Regions from separate parts of the Mus musculus genome. Here region 2 is linked to region 1. A link is a contact called in public promoter capture Hi-C data. All regions are on one chromosome and are shown on one strand. The core of a region is the stretch at or near the end of the contact, and the rest is flanking DNA. Distances in the headings are between cores, read along the strand shown.

What was found. Promoter capture Hi-C pulls out the DNA fragments that hold promoters and counts their contacts.
Region 2: a promoter capture Hi-C map of hippocampal neurons shows a contact between it and region 1, with 10 times the contacts expected there. The contact joins two enhancer-like sites. A contact is called at or near these places in 12 of 39 promoter capture datasets (the 3T3-L1 cell line, the C10 cell line, HPC-7-derived erythroid cells and 8 more), 1 of 15 datasets of contacts at CTCF or cohesin (large pre-B cells), 1 of 484 Hi-C or Micro-C datasets (palatal mesenchyme), 2 of 115 datasets of contacts at active chromatin or transcription factors (astrocytes and embryonic basal ganglia) and 1 of 9 other capture datasets (embryonic stem cells).

The regions. Positions count from the first base shown.
Region 1 is chr2:33,811,436-33,817,905 of GRCm38.p6, forward strand. All of the region lies in intron 6 of Mvb12b (multivesicular body subunit 12B), which reads right to left. It overlaps Nron (non-protein coding RNA, repressor of NFAT), which reads left to right. Exons shown (of 3, transcript NR_045729.1): 3 at 1-2,156. Among named protein-coding and RNA genes, the nearest start is that of Nron, 8.9 kb to the left of the region's middle. Within about 2 kb of position 3,341, at least 26 of the 459 cell types and tissues checked have an H3K27ac peak or open chromatin away from gene starts, as enhancers often do.
Region 2 is chr2:34,667,559-34,673,589 of GRCm38.p6, forward strand. No RefSeq gene overlaps it. Among named protein-coding and RNA genes, the nearest start is that of Gm34372, 32 kb to the left of the region's middle. Within about 2 kb of position 3,928, at least 152 of the 459 cell types and tissues checked have an H3K27ac peak or open chromatin away from gene starts, as enhancers often do.

The DNA.
Region 1 (6,470 bases), core at 2,091-4,590:
GCCAAAAAAACCAAAACAAAATCTGTCATAGAAGTCTAAGGAATCTCAACTCCCCGAGTTCCCGCGGCGTAGCTTTAAAGTGCGCGCAGCTCGGCGGCATATGGCAAATCAATTACTAGTTTAAATCTTAAAACAAAAACATGGCAAATGCAGCACGGAAATAATCAGGTACAATGGTGCAGCTCGGATTACAGCGGCCACTGGAGTTTTGAATACAATTAATCATCGTTCCAGGCAATGGGAAGCCATATTGACACTTATTCCTAATTTGAATATTTAATTAGGGTGAAGTTCTTCATCAAATTATCGTAGAACTGGGAGAAAGCCTGGAAGACTTACACAATTACCACCTTAACCCCTTCCCAGCTGCTCCCTGCCCGAGAACACTCTGGCTCTGCAGGGAGGAGGACCGCCTGCTCTGTTCTGCCCTGATTCTGTTGGGGGTGGGGGTGGGGGTGTATGGAAGAGTTAAGATTGAGAGGAGAAAGCCAAAGAGCCCAGCATGTGACCCAGGCCTGCAGTGACTTGAGATGGAGATCCAGATGAGCCTTGGAGAAGAGCTGCATGCTGGGTGCTGGATGCCGATGGAGCACCAACTACAACAGGTCTACCCTACCCCCACTCAACCCTCCCCAGCTGCTTAGAGGAGAGACAGAGGCTTGGAGGAGTGCTGAGACCTGCCCCAAGTCAGCCCAGTTACTCATCACCCAGCAGCTCCCTCAGCAGCTCCCTCAGCCAGTGGCTGGTTCATCCGCTAATCAACACGGACTCTCAGCCCACTTGTGAGACTTTGTGATCCCTGCTGCAGCCTTGGGCATATATTCACTCTGTAACCATGTCCATGTAAAAGATACGTAGACATGTGTGTGTGCTGTGTGATATGAGAGTTATCATTAGTAATTAAGATAGGAATGAGAGAGCTTGCATTTGCCTTGGTCAAGCTACTACGGACGGTGGGTTTATGACAAATTGCCGTCATCAGAACTGCTCAGTAAATTCTGACATTGTGAGAAGTTACAAGCTGCTCCTCTGTCTTTCTGGTGTAGTGTGCTCACGGCACCCTCCACATCTGGCTTTCATGTTGAACTCAGGTCTGTATGCGTGCATGACAAGCACTTAATGGGCCGAGCTCTGTGGTCAGCCCCCTTGAAAACACTTTGGTTGGCTTTCATTACATTCTACCCCAGAGATTATGTAACGGGAAGTAAGGCTCCCACCGCCAAGCCATGTCTTCTCATCATCCTCACTCAGGCTTATGCCCTCTTCTGAGCTCCATGCACGTGCTCAGACACAGCGACAGACTGACAGAGCCACAGTGGCAAACGTTTCCTAACAGATTCAAACGGCTTAGCACCCTCTTTGGAAGGACATCCTACCTCCTTCTACAATGGCCACTCAGCAGGACAGATGGAAACACCACACTGTCTTTCTCAAGGCAGCCTCCCCACTGACCTCCTGCCTATATCTGGTCCCAGCAGGACACCCTGGGTCTCTCAGGCCTGCTCTTAGCAAGCTCCTGATGGGAGCAAATGGCACCAGGAACTTTGAAACTTTCCTTTGTATATTACATTAATCCACATAAGAAAATCTCTTTTAATGAGGAGTGATGTAGTCACAAACTCTCCAGAGCCATAATTAGAGCAAACTAATTGAAGTTGTGTTTTGACACACTTTCCAAATTCACGGGTGCTGGATGACATATTCACAACACTGGTGCCGCACAACCATGGCGACGGCAGAATCATTAGGCTAATAACGCTTATTTGCATTCTTCTCATGCCGCCAGCTCTCCCTTAAATACTGTTTCTACCACTGCTCCTTTACTGTAACTTTCCACTCGACGGTATTAACAGTAATTATTAGTGCTTTAGTGGAATTTTAATGTTAAGAATCACGGCGCGATTGGCATGCACTGAATGCCAATGTTGTCTCTTAACTGCCACCCATCTGCAGGCTTGGAGGTGCTCCCTCGGCCCCCAGCCCCAGGGTGCCCAGATACCATCTTTGCAGCATTTATGACAACTGCTCAGGGTCCACACCCAGGGAGAGCTGAAGTTCGGCTTCTTTATTTACTGCTTCAAATGCTTGAAGAGAAAATCTTTCTTCTCTCCCCTTCTCTCTTGTAAGAACAATAAAATGCAATAGACATTTTTTCCAAGCAGTTAAAAAAAAAATCTCAATTTATAAATCCTGTCTTTGGCAATAATACTAATGAGTTCCAGGAGGCCAGGCTGAGGCCAGACTTCGGCCAGGCTCTGTCACCACCCACCCTCGTAGTGATTAAAGGCAGACAGGGGACAACTCACTTGTGGGTGGGGTTGGGAGTGGGGAGGGCTAGATCTATCAATATGGAGGCACTGTTTGCCATCAGCAAGGCCAATTTTTTGGGTGCTTAACTCAGACAGACAGACAGACAGACACACACACAAGACTTGGCAGTTCTAAATAATGGTTATTAATGACACACCCTTTGAAAGTGACAAATTACTTTTGAAATTTAGAATCTAAGAGGTATGAAGAGTGAGCATGTTCCACAGAACATGACAGGAAATGACAGCCAACACACGGGGCTCCCACTGACTTGGGGTGGGAGGGGGCAGGGTCCCGCTGCTTGGGGCACTTGGCTGACTGCCCCCACCCCCGCTATTCATATGGTGACCGAGGGCAGATTCTGGGGAGAGGGGAGCGTGTCCTGGTGGCATGTTCATCTTCCGTGGAAAACCTGAGGAACTTGCTGTGTTGTCAGGAGACCAGGGGGCACTGGGAGCTCAGATCTCTGAAGTATCCTGGGATTAGAAAGAACTGTGGCCTCGCTCGCTCACCACACCTGAGCATGCGTGGTAGAGCTCCCACCTATTCAAAGGACTGCAGGACGCTGCTGTCAACCCCCCACTGAGAGGAGTCAAGCAGGTGGAGAACACACTTCCTTACAGAGTGGCCAGAGACTCACCATTCCCTGAAAGCCTGGGCAGGTTCTTACAAGGATTGTGCCACTCTGCTGTATTTCAACTCACAATTCCTTCCAAAAATAAAAAAATAAAAGGAGTAAGCTCTCTGAGTTGCTGCAGCACTCTAAGTCACTGTATTTACTCACTACCCTTAGGTTTTTATTACACTCGAACCCTGCACTGCCAAAACACCTACCTCCCCTGTGAAAGAAATGAAGAAAAAAGCCAAGCCCGGGCCTGGGGCGCCACCCTTCCGTCCCAGATGATCAAGTCTAATCTTATAAACTGAAATATTTAAAGAGGCTCTAAACCTCGCTGACCTAACTTCTAAAACCAAGAACACATGGGCACTGCTGGCTTCTCATCCAGCTGACATGGCTGCCTTTCCAGAGCAGGGGGCCAAGCTGCCTCATAATGAGCTGCCTGCGTGAGAGCCCAGAGCCGGCAAGCGGCCAGGCTGTGCTCGAAGGCCCAGACCCCTGACCAAGAACCCCAGGCAACTCTTTCCTCTTCCAGCCCACTCTATCTTAAGAGCTGTAGAAAACATCTTGGTTAGCAGAATAAAGCCCTGGCAAAGGAGAGGGTGGGATGTGGGCCATGGGCTGGACAGCTGTGATTGGTCTCATACCTGCTGGCTATAGGAAACACGGAGGCAAAGAGCTGAAAACCCAGGAGGCTCCTTGTAGGCAAGCAGGGTGTGCTGGCGGCCCCTGGGCTCTCCGATGCTTTCTGCTAAGCCTCACTCCACAGGCCTGAGCTAAGTCCTGAGCTCTCCAAGGTCAGTCTTCTCTCAGAAAAGGAACTGGGTTGTTTACCCAGTACCTCGGTTGCAAAGATGCACACACACACACATACACACACATGCATTTAAGTGTTTACATGATGCCTAATACAAGATGCTCAAAAACTTGTAGCTGAAACAATAACAGCAGTATTTATTATAATAATCACTATTAATATCATTCAACTAGAAAGAAACTATATGCTGTTCAAGGAGGATATTTGAATTGAATTTTATCCACTCCGTGGGCAAAAACCCAACCCAAATAAACTCAAAAGATTTTCTGAAAGTTACTGAAGGCAAAGGATTTTATTAAATATCCAAATTAATAATTGAAATCCTGTCTTGAAACAGAGCAGTCTATCGTGGCGCGGGGTGAGACCCCGGGAAAGAGCCCTGGTGCTCATTTTACTTTGTTTGGCGGCCAGATTTCCACTGGAGACCCAGGTGAAATATTCCATGGAGTTTCCTGCAAACAGACTGTCAGCACCCACTGATAAAAGGTAAATACCCTCCTCTAAATGGCCAGGCTCGAAAAACCAACCCTAAAGTGAGCTGATAAATCTGGTCTGACACACGAACAACTATTTTCATAATCCTGAAACAGCCTTTCTCCAAAGCCATGAGCTGATACACAGAGCAGAGATGCACTGGAGAGCGGGCCTCAGAGAGGACTTGGCATCCACTTTCCAGGACACGCTCCATGTAGAAGCCACACAACTGTCACTGTGAGAAATAAGACACTCGCTATGTCATACAATCTGCAGAGTTCTAGCAAATTTGCAAGCAGCAGACACCTTGTTAAAACCTGGTGTGAGAGACTGACGGCCGCCGTGGCTCAGAGGTGGGAGCCATATTGACTAATAGTCAATTCTTCATTAAATAGAAGCCCTGACTTCCCAAGAAGCAGTATTAAAAATTAATATCTAAAAGTGTATTGCTCAGCCTAAAGTCATCATTCATATCTAACAATACCAAACTGCATTCTAATGAAATTTCTCCTTCAAAATTATCCTGACGCTGATCCTAAGCTGGGTTTGGCTTCAGAGGTAGCCACAGGCTCTGTCCACAAGCGTCTAACTGGGCAGGTGGCTCCCACAGTATTCTCATGACTCCAGAGTCAATCCTGCCTGAATGCTTGCCAAAGCAGGGTCCTGGAGCTGTGTTACAGGAGTATGACACAGGGACCTTTGGGTATGGACTGTACTGTCTTTGGTCAGCAGCTATAGCTCAATGACTCCACTCCCGCCCCTATAGTGTGGATTCAGAAGCTGACATCATGTCTGGCCAGGGGGCCTCTGGGAAGTCCCTGCCACCCACTTCCCCTCTAGCAGCTGCTTTGGAGCCTGGAGAAGCAGCTTGTTTAAGATAGCTGGGTACCAGAGGGCTGACACTCAATCAGGCAGAGGTCCAGCTCTTAATAAAAGCTCAATAAACTCAAGAACCAGGGGTCACATAACCACAGGCAGTGGGCATAGGGGGAACTTGCGGGGTGAAGAGAACTAGCCTATGAGCTGAGACCAGGGCTCTGAGACACCAGCTGTGGGGCACTAGGGAAGGCCTAACTTCCTAGCCTCCATTCTCTCCACTTGACATGGGGCTGGCAGCGCCTGCCTGTGGAGCTATTGCTAGGTATTTGTTTATTGCTCACAGGGTCCTGGAGATGGGGCTAGGCAGCCCGGCACTACGGTGTGGGTTCTGTGCTATCTGCAGCTGATGACGGATATCTGGACAGATGGAACCACAGGTGAAAGGAGGGTAGGTGTATTCATGCTTACTCCTGGCTCCACACTAACTCACGTTATACAATCAACATACACATTCTGAAAATATTTCCCAAATGTTGGACACCTGACCCACCTGTGGCCTTATTTCTTCCCAACCACTCTCTGGTGTAGTTGAAAGGTTTCAGCTCACAGTGTCACTGTGCCAGCACCGGTACTGTTTCTGTGTAGCCAGTCTTTTGGGGCTACCATGGCTAGGAGAGAGGCCAGGACCAGCAGAAGCAGTGGTCTCCCCCCCAACTGTAAAGGGGGAAGAGGCTAGCACTCACAGGTGAGCATTCACTCTCACAGTGGCTGCCACAATGAGTCGCTGGCAGAACCCCTGCAGCCTCACCCCTGCCCCAGCTCTGGAGCGCAGGCCTGCCTTCTCCTCTAACAGCTGCAGCTGGTCCTCTCTTGGGAGTGGTGTAAGGCACAGTGGTTTCAAACTTCATAGCAAATGTCTGTGCCTTGCGTGAAAAAGCTCTACACCTTACAAAGCATCTTGTTAAGCAAAATTCAGGTGGGTTTCATGTGAAGGAAAGAACATCAAACTGTTGGGGTGTTGAGCCCCAACCTCTCTTGGCAGGATCGGGGCGGAGTGGCCACCCACCTCTGCATTACCTGTGACTTACTATGGAAGAACAACCCAGCCCATGCTACAGCCCACTGGCTATTAGCAGGGAGGAACAATTCTCCTCGGGACCAGCTCTCAGCCCTGTCTCCTAATCTGACCAGGAGGCAGGATTTATCTGACCCTTCAGGAAATGATGGACTTCACACCAAACCACAGCATCTCACCCAAGCCTGAGCAGAGAGCCGTCCTCTGCCTGAGTAGAATCTGCCAGGCATTCTTACAGGCAAAGGCCTGCAGTACTAATCTACCATGAAGAACTGGAAGCTCATGCCGCCACAGGAAGTGGAAGACAGCTGGCCTCAGCCTCAGCCATGTAGGCCTCCTGCTCCAGTCCTGCCTCA
Region 2 (6,031 bases), core at 2,678-5,177, 860 kb after region 1:
ACACAAGGTCCCCATGGTGTCTGACTTGATGCTGAGTCTGGGAATCAGGGAGACAGACCCTGGACCTTCGACCTCTATGAGGGTCATGCCTGTGAAAGGTCAGAGGATGCCAAAGGAGATGTCACCACAGAGCAAATGGGACAGGCACAGGCCAGGCCCCCTTCCCTTCAGCCTCTCAGCACCTGATGCACCCACTTCGCAGATGAGCACCCTGGGATGCAGCCTGCTGAAAGGACTTGCCCATTGTCACCAGGCTGAACCACAGGAGAAGGATGACAAGGCCCTGTTTGAAGTCAGACACAACCCCTAAAGAAAGGGTCACCGCATCCCGAGAAAAGGCGGGAACCGAGCAGACAGCCTGGCCCTTACAGCTGTGTTCCGTTTAATCACAGACTGCAAATTGAATGAAGAGAAGACAGTGCTGCCTCTTTGAATTTCCCCCAGGCCCTGTTTAATGAATAAATAGGCATGATTTGCAATTAGCTTCTCCATTGTGTGAAGCTTCTAGCGCACCTGAAGCGAGTTAAGCAAGCCCCCTGCAATCTCACCGACAGTATTAACCAGGATGGCCTGCAGACGCTCCTTTCCTGTTTCTCAGTCAGGGCATGCGAGCAGAATCTCTCTCAATATCTCTCTCAATCTCTCTCAATCTCTCTCTCTCTCTCTCTCTCTCTCTCTCTCTCTCTCTCTCTCTCTCTCTCTCTCTCCCCTCCTTCCCTCTTCCCCCCCTCCCTTCCCCTCCTTCCCTGCCCCCCTGCTATGGACATACTGAAAAAAAGTGGGATTGGCGGGGGTGGGGATGGAGGCTGGAAAGATGAAGACAAAGCGTCCCCATCAGCCGTGCCTTCCGGCGTGGGATCTGGACTCTGTGAGTCCCGTTAATTTTCCTCAACCAACACACAAAGCATTATTCCATCTCCCTTTGATCCAGCCATTAGGACCCCACTACCACTGCTGAGGGAAGGGTTTTGGTCATTCAGGCCACCTCACTGAGGGGTCCAGGCTGGGCCAGAGGGTCCTCACCCATCTGGGCCACTGAGCTTTTGAGCAAGCTGTCATCTGTTGGCTCACTCTTGCCAAGCTCGCTGGCATCCTGTATCATTTATCTTGTAATCGAGGCTGCTGGTCTGTGGTTGCCTCGGTTCTGTGCTAACCATGTGGTAGGGCTGCCTTTCCAGATCCTAATGTTCCCCTGCTCCGGGCTAGTGGGAGGGACCCTGGGCACAGGTAGCTGGCTTGATTGTTGCTGCATTTTCTAACCAAAAGGATTCCATTCATCTTCATCACAGACTCAACCTGTGCAGCCCGAGGAGGCCGCCGCCCCGTAGGGCGCCCCACCCAGCCACCTGGAGGCTCCCTCATCTGTCCCTCCTGCTTCAGCCCGAGGAGGCCGCCGCCCCGTGGGGCGCCCCACCCAGCCACCTGGAGGCTCCCTCATCTGTCCCTCCCCCTTCAGACACATTTGTATTCCACCGCCCGCCCCGCTGCTTTCCCTGAGACCTGAAAGGAACCCTTCACCCCAACCCCTCCACCTCCACCCACAGGCCCTCTCCCCCAAGACCTGTCAGGAATTCTAGTGTCAACCAGCTGCAGCAAAGAGGAGGTGAAGGTCACCTGCTTGCTCCCTTTTGTTGTGTCATTGACACTGATGACATACCCGGGTCATGAGCAGGAACAGGGCTCTTCCCTTCCACGGAGACAAAAATCCAGTCTGACTTGCAGACTCCTGCTGGAAGCCAAACCGTGTTATCTCATACAGAAGGAGATGACATCGACGAAGATCATAAGGCACTGCCATTGGAACACACCCCTCTACAGCTTGCATTGCTCCCTCTGCACCCTGGCTCCCATAATCCTCCACAGTCCTGTGAGGCTGGCTTTGTAGAAGGCAGACAGGGTCAGATCTCTAGGAAGCTAAAAATATCCTGTCTCCCTCTGCCTAGGATCAAAAGCGTGGGCCACAGCTGACCAGCTGTTGTTTTGTTGAGACAGGGTCTTACTATGTGGCCCTGGCCTAGAACTTGCTATGGAGACCAAGCAGGCCTCAAACTCACAGATCCACCTGCCTCTTCCGCCAGAGGACTGAAAGTCATCTGTCACTGTGCTCAGGATCTTGGGTAGCGCAGGCTAGCCAAGAACTCCCTGGGTAGTTGAGAGTGACCTTGAACATCCTTCTTCCACTTCCCAAATTCCCAAGTGCTGAGATTATAAACATGCGGGGACCACACTTAGACTCTCTCTCTCCCTCTCCCTCCCTCCCTCCCTCCCTCCCTCCCTTCCCTCTCCTAAAAATAGCCATCACAGCAGGGAATGGTGGTGTTAAGTCTTTAACCCCAGCACTGAGGACTGCAGAGGAAGATGGATCTCTAGTAAGCAGGAGGCTAGCCTGGTCTATATACTGAGCTCCAGGACAGCCAGGGCTACACAGAGAAACCCTGTCTCAAAAACCAACAACAAAGTCATCAGCAGAGCACGGGCTGCTCTTCCAGAGGACCTGGGTTCGATTTCCAGCATCCACATGGCCGCTCACAACCATCAGTAACTTCAGTTCCAGGAGATCCAACCCCCTCTCCTTGCCTCCATGAGCACTGCACACACATGATGCACAGACATGCGCTCAGGTACACAGGTACACATATACATGTAAATTTTAAAAAACGAGTGTTTTCAAATAGTCATGAGTAAGGAATAAATTTTATTCATAATATTAGGTCATATACAACCATTTAAAACTGAAGGTAGAGCTATAGTCAAATTATTTCATGAAGTATTCACTGGAGGACGCCTCTCAAGCAGTTCTGGTGAGCTAGAGAGTATGACCTCCATTTTCTGTACAGCTTTGATAAGCTTCCCCCTCCCCCCCCCCCACATCATTTCTAGCCTCCGCAGGTGTGATGGTTTTAATTGTCAACTTGACACAATGTACAGTCAACCTGGGAAGATCAAGGTGAAGGGTTGTCTAAATCAATCAGGTTGGCCAGTGCACTTGCCTGTGTATGTGTGGCTGGGTTATTTGTTGGAAATAATCCAATTGTTTGGAAACTTTGGTGGAAACACCCATTTGGTGGAATGTGCGTGGCATTATTTCAAGGGCTGGGCCCTATACAGGAGCGGGAAAAGGAGCATAAGAGGCATTCCTGCCTTGAGTGCCCCACTACGACAGACTGTAACCTGGAGCTGTAAGCCACATAAAGTCCTTCTCTTTTAAACTTGCTTTGGTCGGGGTATTTTCTCACAGCAACAACAGGGAAACCAGGACCGTGGGGCTCATGGCGATGCCCACACTGTGGGAGGGACATGTGGTCACCACTCTTTTTTTTTTTTAAAGATTTATTTATTTATTATATGTAAGTACACTGTAGTTGTCTTCAGACACTCCAGAAGAGGGAGTCAGATCTCGTTACGGATGGTTGTGAGCCACCATGTGGTTGCTGGGATTTGAACTCCTGACCTTCGGAAGAGCAGTCGGGTGCTCTTACCCACTGAGCCATCTCACCAGCAGCCCGTGGTCACCACTCTTGACAGATGAAATGGTCTCAGAGTGCGCGGTGCCACTGTGACTGAAGACGCAGCACTCCCCAGCAGCAGCCCCTGCAGAACGGGGTGTGAAGGCTCCCCGGTGTCGGGACTGTACTGCTAGGTCTTTCATGATGATCGGAGCCCTTGAGCGATGGACATCGATGTCGATGGCCGGACAGTAACTTTGATACGGAGTTGTCGTAGAGAAGCCTCATAGCTGGTAATGACCATCTCACACGACGCGGTGGACAAGGAGGCGCCGGCTGTATTCGCTTGTGTACCGTGGGAGCTGCACATTTGGGGGGGGGGTGTCTGTCTAGTGCTGTCCTGGTACAGGGTTCCTTCAATGCTCTGGAAGCTGGGAGCGACTGCTAAGCTCAGACTCACAAGGCCGCCTCACAGCTATTGCTTTGTACCTGTCCTTGGCCACAAGATGTCACCCAAGGAGCGGCAAAGCGGGGGTGGAGTGGGGGTCGTGGGCTGGGAGGAAAGCTGCCAGACAGGAATCAAGCAGGGGACAAGGGCAAGATCTCGACAGAGCCATCAGCAGATGCCACCTAACCTGACCAAGTAGGGCTACAACTGCGTTCTTCATGGGCAGATGCGTCGATGTGCTGGACACCGCTACAAACAGGCGCTCGGATGACACGGGGGCCCCACGGGCGCTGGGGTCTCGCGTGGACTACACATGATACAGAGGGAGCCGGGCACGGACGGTCTGGGTTCTACGGCTCCTCATTTGGTCATTTCCAGCAGGCCCACTTTATGTGGCAGTCAGTGGCTTCGAGACCCAGCACGGAAGCAGAGGAAGGGACGACCAGCGCATGCGCAGCCTGCAACCCCACCCTGGAGAGTTTATATCCAGTCGCGGTTGTCCCAGTCCTGCCTCCTGGGTAAGGGATGTGGCTTGTCGGTGCAGGCCCTCTGGGTTTCACTGCGCACGTATAAAGTGCCGAGATGCAAATGTACCCACAGCTCACCTGCAGACTGACTACAGCCCATTTGCACACACATGCACCGATCTGCAGCCAGCTACAGCCCACCCACAGCCCACCAGAGCCAGGAGAGGCTATGGGCATAATCTTTCCAAAAGGTGGGATCCCACTGAGTGACAGGTCTTGCCTGAATTTGGAAAGAAAAGATAGTTTATACTATCCACTCCCAGCAGCAAACATCTGGGGACCATTGCTTGTGACTGTGCAGGCAAGCAGGAGCACTAGGGGGCCAGACCTTACTGGAGAGGGAATGAAGGTGTCACTGGTCCTCCAAGGATATTTACAGGAGACAAAGGTAACACAAGTGAGAGGCTGGAGGAGCTATCGGGAAGATAGGCTCACTCGCAAAGGCAGACAGAGTATGTTTCCCGGCAGCTGCAGGCTTGGCTGCTTTACTTTTGTTAAGACTGCCTTGTGTGTCTTTGTGGCTTTTAGGCGGATGCTTGGGCATCAGGTGTCCTCTATCAGGGTCCCTGTTTTCTCACTAGTCTGGAAGCCAGCAGGCCCCAGGATCCTCCCTCAGACTTGGATTCCTCTGTCCTTCATCTAAGCCTCTGAGCTGGGACCACAGAGGTGTGAGGACACTAGAATTGTTAGGTCCTGGGACCCAAACTGATGGATACCACTCATAGCTTTCCCAATAGAGCACATTCCAATCTAGGCCTTGAATCCCAGCACTCTGGAGAGAGGCAGGAGTGAGTATCTTTGTGATTGGAGGCCAGCCTGGTCTACGTAGAAAGTTCCAGGACAGTCAGGGATACATAGAGAAACCCTGTCTTAAAGACCCAATGTCTGGAGCACACCCCAGAAAATGACCATTAATTTGATTGTGGTTACATCATCAGATCCCTTGAATGGGTTAGCCAGGAACCAGGTGAAGAGACACCATCTGTCCACAGACCTAAGTTACAGAAATCTTCTCACAACTATGAATTACAGGAGACCTAAGGAGGATAAAGTGAAAACTCACTTTGGACATTCTTGAGAGTGTCGTAAAATTCCATGTGTTAGCAGCATGTGGAGTTCCCAGATGACAGAAATAAGATCTCTGTGTTTCAAGTTTGATGTCTATAGGCCAAAAAACTTACACCCAAATTTTAAATTTTTATTATTTTATTTCTTTGGATCTCCTAAGCTAGAGATTGCCCAGCATGAGCACGTGATAAATATTTCTCAGTTTCTCACTACCCACTCAATACTTCCATCAGCACGTGCACACCTGAAATTGGCTTCAGACCAGGCTCCACTCCAGGGACCTCAGTGGTGCAGGCAGACTCGTGAGGTCAGCATGAACAGGAATGCAAGACACACACACACCTCTCCAACTTAGCAAGAGATGACGGATTCTTTCAATTCTAGGCAAGTTAGAGTCACGTTTTAATCTCGACCATTGTGACAGAAAAGCAGGCTTTCAGGAGCTTCCTTCCAAATCAGAAGCAAGTCTTTCTGGGAAAGCAAGGAACTTCTCTGGGGACCTTCCTTGTAGACAGGGCCTGTCTCTCCACAGCTTGCCTCCA